Regions from separate parts of the Ovis aries genome. Here region 1 is linked to region 2. The links are chromatin contacts, called in public Hi-C maps. All regions are on one chromosome and are shown on one strand. The core of a region is the stretch at or near the end of the contact, and the rest is flanking DNA. Distances in the headings are between cores, read along the strand shown.

Region 1 (4,624 bases), core at 339-2,838, 280 kb after region 2:
ATACATTTGTCTAGCCCTGGGCTGGGACTGAGAGAAATAGTAAAGAATATAGTTTTTCTCCTCAAATTGTATCAGTTAAGTAGAGAAGCAAGATATTCATATAGAAATCAACCAGAGGATAACACGCTGCCTTATGTAAACAGAGTCTATAGGAATTCAGCAAAAGGAAAGTTTCGTGTGGACTGTATTTCACTGGAGAAGCGACCCGCAGAGCTAAGGATTCTACTTGGTCTAGAAGAGAGTCTGGGCACCAGAGTATAATGAGTGAGAACGGGCCCAACATGAAGTCACATGTGCCCGGCTGAACACAAGGAGAACCTGTTCTCTTCTCTGTGGAGGAATAAATAAGGTTTGGCCAAGCAAAGCTGAGGATCTGAGGTGACTGGAGAAGGCTGGAGGGGTGGGGAAAATGACTGGTGTTTACACTCGGTTCTTCCTGGGTTCCTCCTGCTAGAGGAAGACAAGATAGAGGTGGAAGAGCCTTGGGTTGGGTTCCCTTGTTCTAGGCCTTGAGGGGACATAACTGCTATGAGGGGCCCTTGTCCATAGGCCACACTCCTCTCATCCAGTGTGTGCTAAAGTCAGCTCAAATGGGTTTGAGAGCGTCGATGGACACCTTTACACAAATTTTGCTTGCCAGTTGCTAAAGGCATCTATTATGATTATGAATTAAACTGTGTAAGTCTTATACAAATTTACAATTTAACAAATTATATGAAAACAAAGTTAAAGCTCAAATGCATCAATTGCCTAGTATTGGCTATGTTTTTCTATTATCTGTGCTCTAGAGTTTCTTACAAATATTATAATTGCTCAGTGATCTCACGGGTTGAATTAACTCCCCACGTTCATATGTGAAGTGCTAATCTACCAGTCTCAGAATGTGACCTTATACAGAAATAGGGCTTTTGCAGATGTAACTAGTGAAGATGAGGTCATTAGGGTGGTCCATTCATCCGATATGCCTGATGTCCTTATAAAAAATGGAAATTTGGACACAGACTTACATACGGAGAGAACACCATGTGAACATGGAGAGAAAGATCAGGGCGATGCTGCAGGAGCCAAGGAATGCCAGAGACGGCCAGGCAATCCCCAGAAGGTGGGAGGCAGGCCTGGAACTGGTTATCCATCACAGCCCTGGAAAAGAACCACTCTGCTGACACCTTGATCTGAGGCTTCCCAGTCCCCACAACTCTGGTTGAAGGCACCTCATCTCTGGTGTCCTGGGAGGCAGCCCCAAGAAGCGAATCCAGGTGGAAACATTATATTGTGTAATGATGTGTTGCTGTTCATCGCTCCCCAGCTCCCCCCCACCCACTGCCCCCGGCACCCTGGCCAGCTCCTGCAGCTCCTCCTTCTTTGAGAGCCTGAAATCCACCAGAGTACGCTGATTTGTAAACAAACACCACAAATTAGGGTTTGATTCATCGTTTCCGTGTTTGTTTAGACAGAGGGTTGGCAAAAAGCAGCCTGTGGGCCAAACCCGGGCCCCCTCCTGTTTTTGTAAAAGTTTTACTGGAACAGGGCTGTGCTCATTCACTGACCTGTTTTCCGTGGCTGCTGTCACATGGGAGGGGCAGGGGTGGCTCACAAAGCTGGCAAAATTTATCATCTGTCCCTTTAGAGGAGAAGTCTGTTGACCTTTGGCCTGCACTTGAGAAAGCAATGTGGGCAATGTTAAAAACACAGATAAAACTTTAAAGCGTGCCCGTGGGTAGCCGTTACATTGTGATAGCACCAAAAATTGAGAAAATGTAGTATTTGAGAACTATGATCTGATTCCAGAGTGGTTGCTCTTGTTTATCAGGGACAAATAAGTGAAGATCTGACATAGATCTTGGTAGTTTCATTGTCTTCTTGTTTATTTAAATAAAAATGTGTCATATGTGTCAGAGCATATGTGTCAGAAGTATCCTTGTTTGTCAGTTGCCACCGAAGGGTTGGCAATAGGCATGAGCATTTGCGGAAAATCGGTGGAAGCATCTGTGAGAATCAGTTGACTATAGGGCATTTATTTATGTGTATTTATAATAAACCAATGCATGTATGAAGTAAAAGTCACTCAGTCGTGTCCAACTCTTTCAACCCCATGGATTGCAGTCCATGGAATTTTCCAGGCCAGAATACTGGAGTGGGTAGCCTTTCGGTTCTCCAGGGGATTTTCCCAACCCAGGAATCAAACCCAGGTTTCCCGCATTGCGGGCAGATTCTTTACCAGCTGAGCCACAAGGGAAGCCCGGGTGTGGAGTGAGTAGCCTATCCCTTCTCCAGTGGATCTTCCCAACCCAGGGATCGAACCGGGGTCTCCTGCATTGCTGGCGGATTCTCTGCCAACTTGTATGTATACACAATGCATGTATACACAAGCACATACCTGTGTCCCCTGGAGAGCCTGTGGTTGAACAGCCTCCAGCTCACCATGCCCCCCATCTCCGTGCAGTACTCACAGCTGAGCAGAGGCCACCCAGCTCGTGGGTGTGCTGCCATATGACTTTGGCCTTGGCTTGGTTTCACTCCTGTGTAGGTTTGGCTTGTCAAGGAGAGCACTGCTGGTGGGAACAATTGTGGTAGAAAAGCTCGGGGGCACCAAGGAGCTCGGCTTGGCTAAAATCTGCTCTGGGAGAGGGAACAGCAAACACCAAGAGTTCTGGGGTGAAGTGGGCCTGCTGACGGAAGGCCTCAGAAGCATATCCAAGTTCGGACGTGCCCCCCGCAGCAGCAGAAGTTCCTCTGCAAGGGAATGACAGGGTGAAAGCGCTGACTCCACAAGACAGGTCAGGGGCCAATGGGAGGGACGCACAGAAGACTAGCCAGAGACTACTGCAGCCTTCGCCTTAGAAAAGGCCTCGGAGCGTGATGGCTCGGCTCGAGGCCTGTGTTCTGACATTTGGAAAGAAGACTTGCAGAGTCTTAAGGAACGGGATCCTTGTTTGATTGTGGAAGTCTCAGTGGACCCCAGAGCTCACAAAACAGAAAAACAGAAAAGCAGTCTGAAAAGCTTTGCCAAATGACCGGCACATGCCTTTCTCCTGTCCCTCTGTTGCTTTCTGGATATTTAGTAGAAAGGCAGAGGCAGTTTTTCAATAACGTTTTCTCCGCCACAGACATGCATGGAGGATCTCATTTTAAAACAGCCTATACCTTTGCAGGAAGTTGGGAAGACTGGGGGGGCTCCATGGAGACTATCTGCGGGGGTTCCCGTCGCATCTGGGATTCACCCCTCTCAGAGCCCTGTAGCCTCCGCCCAGTGCTCCCTGAGCTGTGAGGGCAGATATAGAGGTTGTCCCCACAGTGTAGCAGAGACCCAGTAGCTGCCTGTGCCTTTGGGAACCTGTCACCACCCCCTCACCCTGATCCAGCAGTGACTTCAACCAGCATCTTCTCAGAGCTCCCTTCCCCATCTGGAGCACGTGTCCACTGCCTCTTCCTTTTGGGCCCGGGTTGACAGAGGCAGGAAGGATTTAAGGAGATCCAGTTTGATGCTCTGGAATGAAGCCCCTAGACCAGTTTGCTTCCAGCCTGCCGAGTGGGGTCCAGTCCTGGCTGGGCTGTGCCTCTCTCCTGATGCAAGGTGGGGTCAGTCTCTCCCCCATGGCCCTGCCCAGTGCTCCAGACTCCTAAGAACTAGGGTTTGGGTTTGTTCTCACCTGTCTCCCTGTGCCTGCAGAAATGGATTCCTGTCCTGGTCGCTAGCCCCCCGGCCTCCATCACCCGCTGACAGATGGTCAGACAGTGGCTCAGCTGCATGTCTTCCCACATCTCCCAGTGTGTCCTGTTGCTAGACTGCCCCTCTCTCCCTTCTGAATTGGGCTTCAAGTAGGCAGTGGGCCTTCCACGTGGCTCAGTGGTAAAAGAACCTGCCTGCCAATGCAGGAGACACAGGAGATGAGGGTTCAGTCCCTGAGTGGGGAAGATCCCCTGGAGAAGGAAACGGCAACCCACTCCAGTATCCTTGCCTGGAAACTTCCAAGGACAGAGGAGCCTGGCAGGCTACAGTCCACAGGGTCATGGAGAGTGGGACACGACTGAGCACGCGTGCCATGACAAAAACAATGCAGTGGAAAAGACAATAACTGAAATCCACCAGACTGAGGCTCAGACGATTTGTCACAAAGTAGCTGTGTAGTCTTGGGCAAATTATTTAACCTCTCTGAGCCACAGTTTCTTAATCTGTACAAAGGAGATAAGACAGCAATTTGTTCTTAGGAATAACAGAGAGAATGTAGGTGGAGAGTCTGTCATTTAATGGACATAAACGTGGGCAAACTCTGAGAGTTGATGAGGGACAGGAAAGACTGGTATGCTGCAGTCCGTGGGGTTGCAAAGAGTTGGACATGACTGAGCGACTGAACAACAACAACAACAATTTCAGGTCCACCCATCCAGAGGTCATTCAAATGCAGATTCTGGTTCAGTCTCTCTGGGGCTGGGTCTGAGCCTCTGTCTGTGTTTCTGATCTTCTCCTAGCTGGTGCTGACACGGCTGGGCCCCAGACCACCCTTTGAATTGCCGGACATGACATTGACTCCCTTCTGAGAATTTGCAGCCTCTAACACCTGCCGTGTCCCAGAAGGAGGCCCTCACTTCAGGCCAGAGACCCCTGGTCTGCCCTCCCACCTCT
Region 2 (4,303 bases), core at 1,521-4,020:
ATGCACAAAACAAATTTAACTATTCCAAACCATTTAAATCTCGGGATAATCACCAAATTTCAGAAGCCCAGTTAACTGGGAGAAATTAATTGTAGTCACTTACATTTACATTCACATGCCTACTTAAAAACGTTAACTATATTCTATGTCTTTTTCCCCTAAAACTGGAAACCATGAATTTTTAAACAAAACCAGTCCCATTATTAAAGTCAATCCCAACAAATGCATTCCCTGTAACATGATTCCCAACTGGTTTATGTCGCGAACCAAATAAGCCAAAACGACCACATATATTAAATTTGATGTGCCAGTGCAAGGAACAAGATCGCCATAATCGGACCCTCGATTGCAACTTAAAGGTCTTCCAACACACACGCGTTACACGATTTCCCAAATAACATTAATAATAATAACAGACTCATTTGCATGCAAAGTGCAATATGGGGACAAATCCGCCCGAGAATGCAGTTTAGTTATATTACCGCAGCCCCCACCTCCCCGAGTAGGCTCCACCAAAATCCCCTGCCTTTCATCTAAAACTAGATTATGGTTGTGTCATTCGAGGTCAATTTATTCACTGGAGGTATCGCTACACCAATCTGTTTTTTCATCCAAACTAGGCAGACACGACTTTGCCTGAAAAGCCTTCTTTCAGAAAAGAAAGAAACAGCCTTATCGGACGCTGTGTTTCAAACCCTTCAGCTGCAGAATTATCTATAAACTTGACATTCACAGCCATTGCTTAAAACTACAAGTCAAAGGATGTGTTGTTAGGAGCACTTACGTATTTCTTCTGGATGATATTCCTCTTGGGTCTTTCCTTGCTCATTCTGAGATCCAAATGCTGATTGCAAAAGGGGACAATTGCTTCATGAATTTAAAGCCGTCAGAAATTTGCAAAAAAATATCCTGGTGGTTTTTATTGTTGTTGGTGGAGGCTGATCTTGTAATCCGACTTTTCTTCCTCTTTCCCCAAAGCCCGATTCGCCTTGAAATAAATCCGAAATTGGGAAGGGAAAAAAAAAAAAAAAAGCCAAAGACGAAGCAAACAAAAAAAAAAATTCACTTTAGTAAAACACTCATAATGGAAAATTTCCCCCGAAACACACACACACAAAAAAAACCGACGCCCTTCACTCCCCCCCCTTTTTCCTCCAAAAACTACATCAGCGAAACGTGAAGGTCCTTAGTGTCTGAGCTGTAGTTACATCTTGGAAAAGAAAAGGGAAAGATAAATAAAAAATGTTGGAAGTCACGTTTGTGCTGCAGCAGCAGTGCGAGCAGAAGAGTCAACTCCAGCGGCGGCGGCGGCGGCGGCGGCGGCAGCACCACAGCGAGGGCTCGCCGAGTCTCTTTTTTCCAAGCCCCCTAACCAATGAGATAGAGGCTATCCAGCCCAACTTTAAATGGACTCTGCTTTTATACAAGTTAGGGCTCCTCGGATAATTCCCCGCCGGACGCCAGCCGAAAACTCCCACAGCTGGGCCACCAGGAGCCCGCCTACTCCGGTGCCGACCGCCCCTGGCCCAGCCCAGAGGACCCTCACGGCCCCGTCGACGAGATACCCGAGAGGCCTCGACAAACCCTTCTAGGGCCACCCCGCAGGCATCGCTCCCACGCCAAGCCTAAGACTGGAATTGAGAGAGGCTCCCTAGCTCAATGCATGGCACGCTCGGTCGCTCCACCTCACCCCCTTTCCCCAGCTTGCCGCTCACCCCTCGGCCGCCACAACGCTAGACCCCGCCACGCCTCGTGTCTACCTGCAGCCGGGCTGCTGGGTGCCAGTGCCCCAGGACTCCTGGCCCCGGGGAGAGCCGCCTATTCCCGGGGCACCTTAGAATGGTCCCCTTGATCTTCTGGAAGTTGTAGTCCCCCGACTACAAAATGGCTATGGCCATGAGCGCTGGGAACTACAATTCCCAGCCTGCCCCGCAAGCCTGTCACTCAACTCCCTTCCCCTCCTCCCCGCCCCCGCCCCCCTCGCCGGCCCTGCCAACAAACGCTTGGACGTGTCCCGCGTGTGACACTGAGCGAGGCTGGCTCGGGATTGGCCCGCAGAGCGTGTGGTCCGCGAGCGAGGAACTCCCCACGCCGGCCCGCCCCCGCCCCCCGACCACGGCCCCCCTCCCCCCGCGGCGGCCGGCCCCCTCCCCGCGCGCCCCGCCCCCACCCGCGGCGCGAACCGCCTGTGGAATCGAGGAATCGCGCGCGCGCCGCGCCGAGCGGCGGGGGAGGGACGCGCCGCGTCCCGGGGGAAGGCCTCGGAGCGTGGCGGCGCGGGGGGCGGTGTCGGCTAGGGGTTGGAGCCCGTCCTGAGGAAAACTGGGCCACGCACCAAGAGGAATCCTCGGTGCGAACTAGTTGATCGGCGGCGCCTGCTGCCTCGGCGGCACAGCCGGTGTCACCTCAGGACACCGCCTCGCGTCTCCACACGGAGCGTGCTGCGGTCGGGCTCGGGGGGAGCCCGAGGTCACCTCGCGGAAAGGCCACCTCCCGGCGCGGCACGCGGCCTGGCGGGCGAGAACGGCGTCGGGGGTGGGGGGACCCCAAAAGGGAAGCCCCGGCCGCCGCCTCCTACAAAAAAAAAAAATCACCGTCTTTTAAGAGATCGCGCTGGATCTTGGCTGGTCCCGGCGTCTCTTGCGTCTGGAGTGCCTGTTAGCGAGGCTACAACGTTGAGGGGAAACGAGTGGAATATGGAGTCCGAGCCACACAGACCCGCACACCGCGAGGAAGCGTCTGGAACGCCGATTGCCGGGAATACCACCCGCGGTAGCCACGCGAGAACCCGCGTTCTACCTGCCTCTGCCCCCTGTTGTGCTCATTTAATCGTTGATCTAAATGAAGGAGGCGGTCCCGGTGTATCTCTTCGGCCTTCGCTTTATTAGCTACTTCAAGTCTCTCTTAGCCGGTCTGCATTGTTAATTTCCTTATTCGCACCGTATGTGTAGAGCAGTGATGTTTTAAAGGATCTCCTCTCGGGCAGTTCTTTTAAGAAACGAGAAGTGAAATTAAGTACGCCTTCATACTCATTCCTATACATTCAATTCTCCTTCCCATCCCCTAGATTCTCCTTATGTCGGAAGTATCATAATCGTTAGGTTTTATCCGCAGCAGTGTTTGAAGTGTTTGAGGAGTGTCTAGAAAGGTCTCCGAAACTGGAGGTGAGAGACCTGTCACACCACCCAGGGCCCTTTCCTAAAAGGTACAGGATGGCCTGTCTGAGCTGGTCGATTTCATCAACAAATTAGTGATCATCACATCTTATGGAGTGGATTATGTAATAGTGTTAGCCCAGCTAAAAAACAGACACGTTATTAAAAGATTTCAGTAAATCAGATAAAGTTTTGCCTTTGCTGCACAGCATGGTATGCTGGATCTTAGTTCCCTGATCAGGGATGGAACCCGTGGCCCTGAAGTGGAATCACAGTCCTAACGGTTGGGCCACAGGGGAATTCTCAATAAAGCGCTATTTTAAAATGCTTTTTAATTATGACTTTACCTTTTTTTAAAAGATCTGCTTTCAAAATTGAAATAATGTGTCATATGTTGATTTCAGTCATAAAAATAAATGACCTTCTGTGCCTTCATATGGCACATATCCTGAAGGACCCAATAGAACAGATTACATTTTTCCATACTGGCCACCCAAGTGACTTTATACAAGTGACTTTTTACAATGAGGTGGTTTCAAGAGACTTTCTGATTATTATGACCTGTATACTGGCAGCCTCCACTTCACACTCAGGGTTTTAGCCAGCTCTCAGGAGGTTTAATGTCAGATCTGCCCTTCCCCAGGCAAAATTCTTAAGAACAAAGGTGGGTTTCTTCTAGGTTCTCTCAGCTAGCCTCTGAGGCTAGGCTTCTCCATCCCCAGGCGGAGAACTCCCCTGCTGAGCTACCAACTCCAGGTCACCACATAAAAACCATTCTAGTTGAGGCTGGAGGGCAAGCGAAAGGAAGGAATTTGCTCATTTCCAAAAGATTTGGATAACATTCATGTTGTTTTCCCTGAAAGGGAAAATAGACTGGTCTTTTTAGGGGTTGAAAGCTTTTCCTGTTGTGGAAGCAACTATCTCCTGATGAACTTCCTTTTACCTTTCCTGTCTTTTTACCCCTCTTTTTCGTCCTCTATCAGTGAATTATCACTCTTTCTCCTAATGATTTTAACCTCTTCCAGCACTTATCTTGACCTCTTCAAGTCGTGGTGTGAGGGATAGGAGGGTGGGGGAAGACCTCACTAGGTACAGTGTTGCTACAGGACCTACATGCCCCCACTGATCTCATCTGAAGACAGAGAACA

What was found. A called contact is a pair of places that touch in the nucleus more often than the background predicts.
Region 1: a Hi-C map of liver shows a contact between it and region 2, with 2.8 times the contacts expected there. The contact joins the enhancer-like site here to the promoter of JARID2 in region 2. A contact is called at or near these places in 2 of 16 Hi-C or Micro-C datasets (liver and muscle).

Annotation. Positions count from the first base shown.
Region 1 is chr20:41,188,748-41,193,371 of ARS-UI_Ramb_v3.0, forward strand. No RefSeq gene overlaps it. Among named protein-coding and RNA genes, the nearest start is that of JARID2, 280 kb to the left of the region's middle. Within about 2 kb of position 1,589, at least 1 of the 54 cell types and tissues checked has an H3K27ac peak or open chromatin away from gene starts, as enhancers often do. A contact at or near this core is called in liver, where this site is marked.
Region 2 is chr20:40,904,825-40,909,127 of ARS-UI_Ramb_v3.0, forward strand. JARID2 (jumonji and AT-rich interaction domain containing 2) reads right to left here and starts at 2,771. Exons shown (of 19, transcript XM_042236974.2): 1 at 2,595-2,771; 2 at 785-988. The coding sequence starts at 829.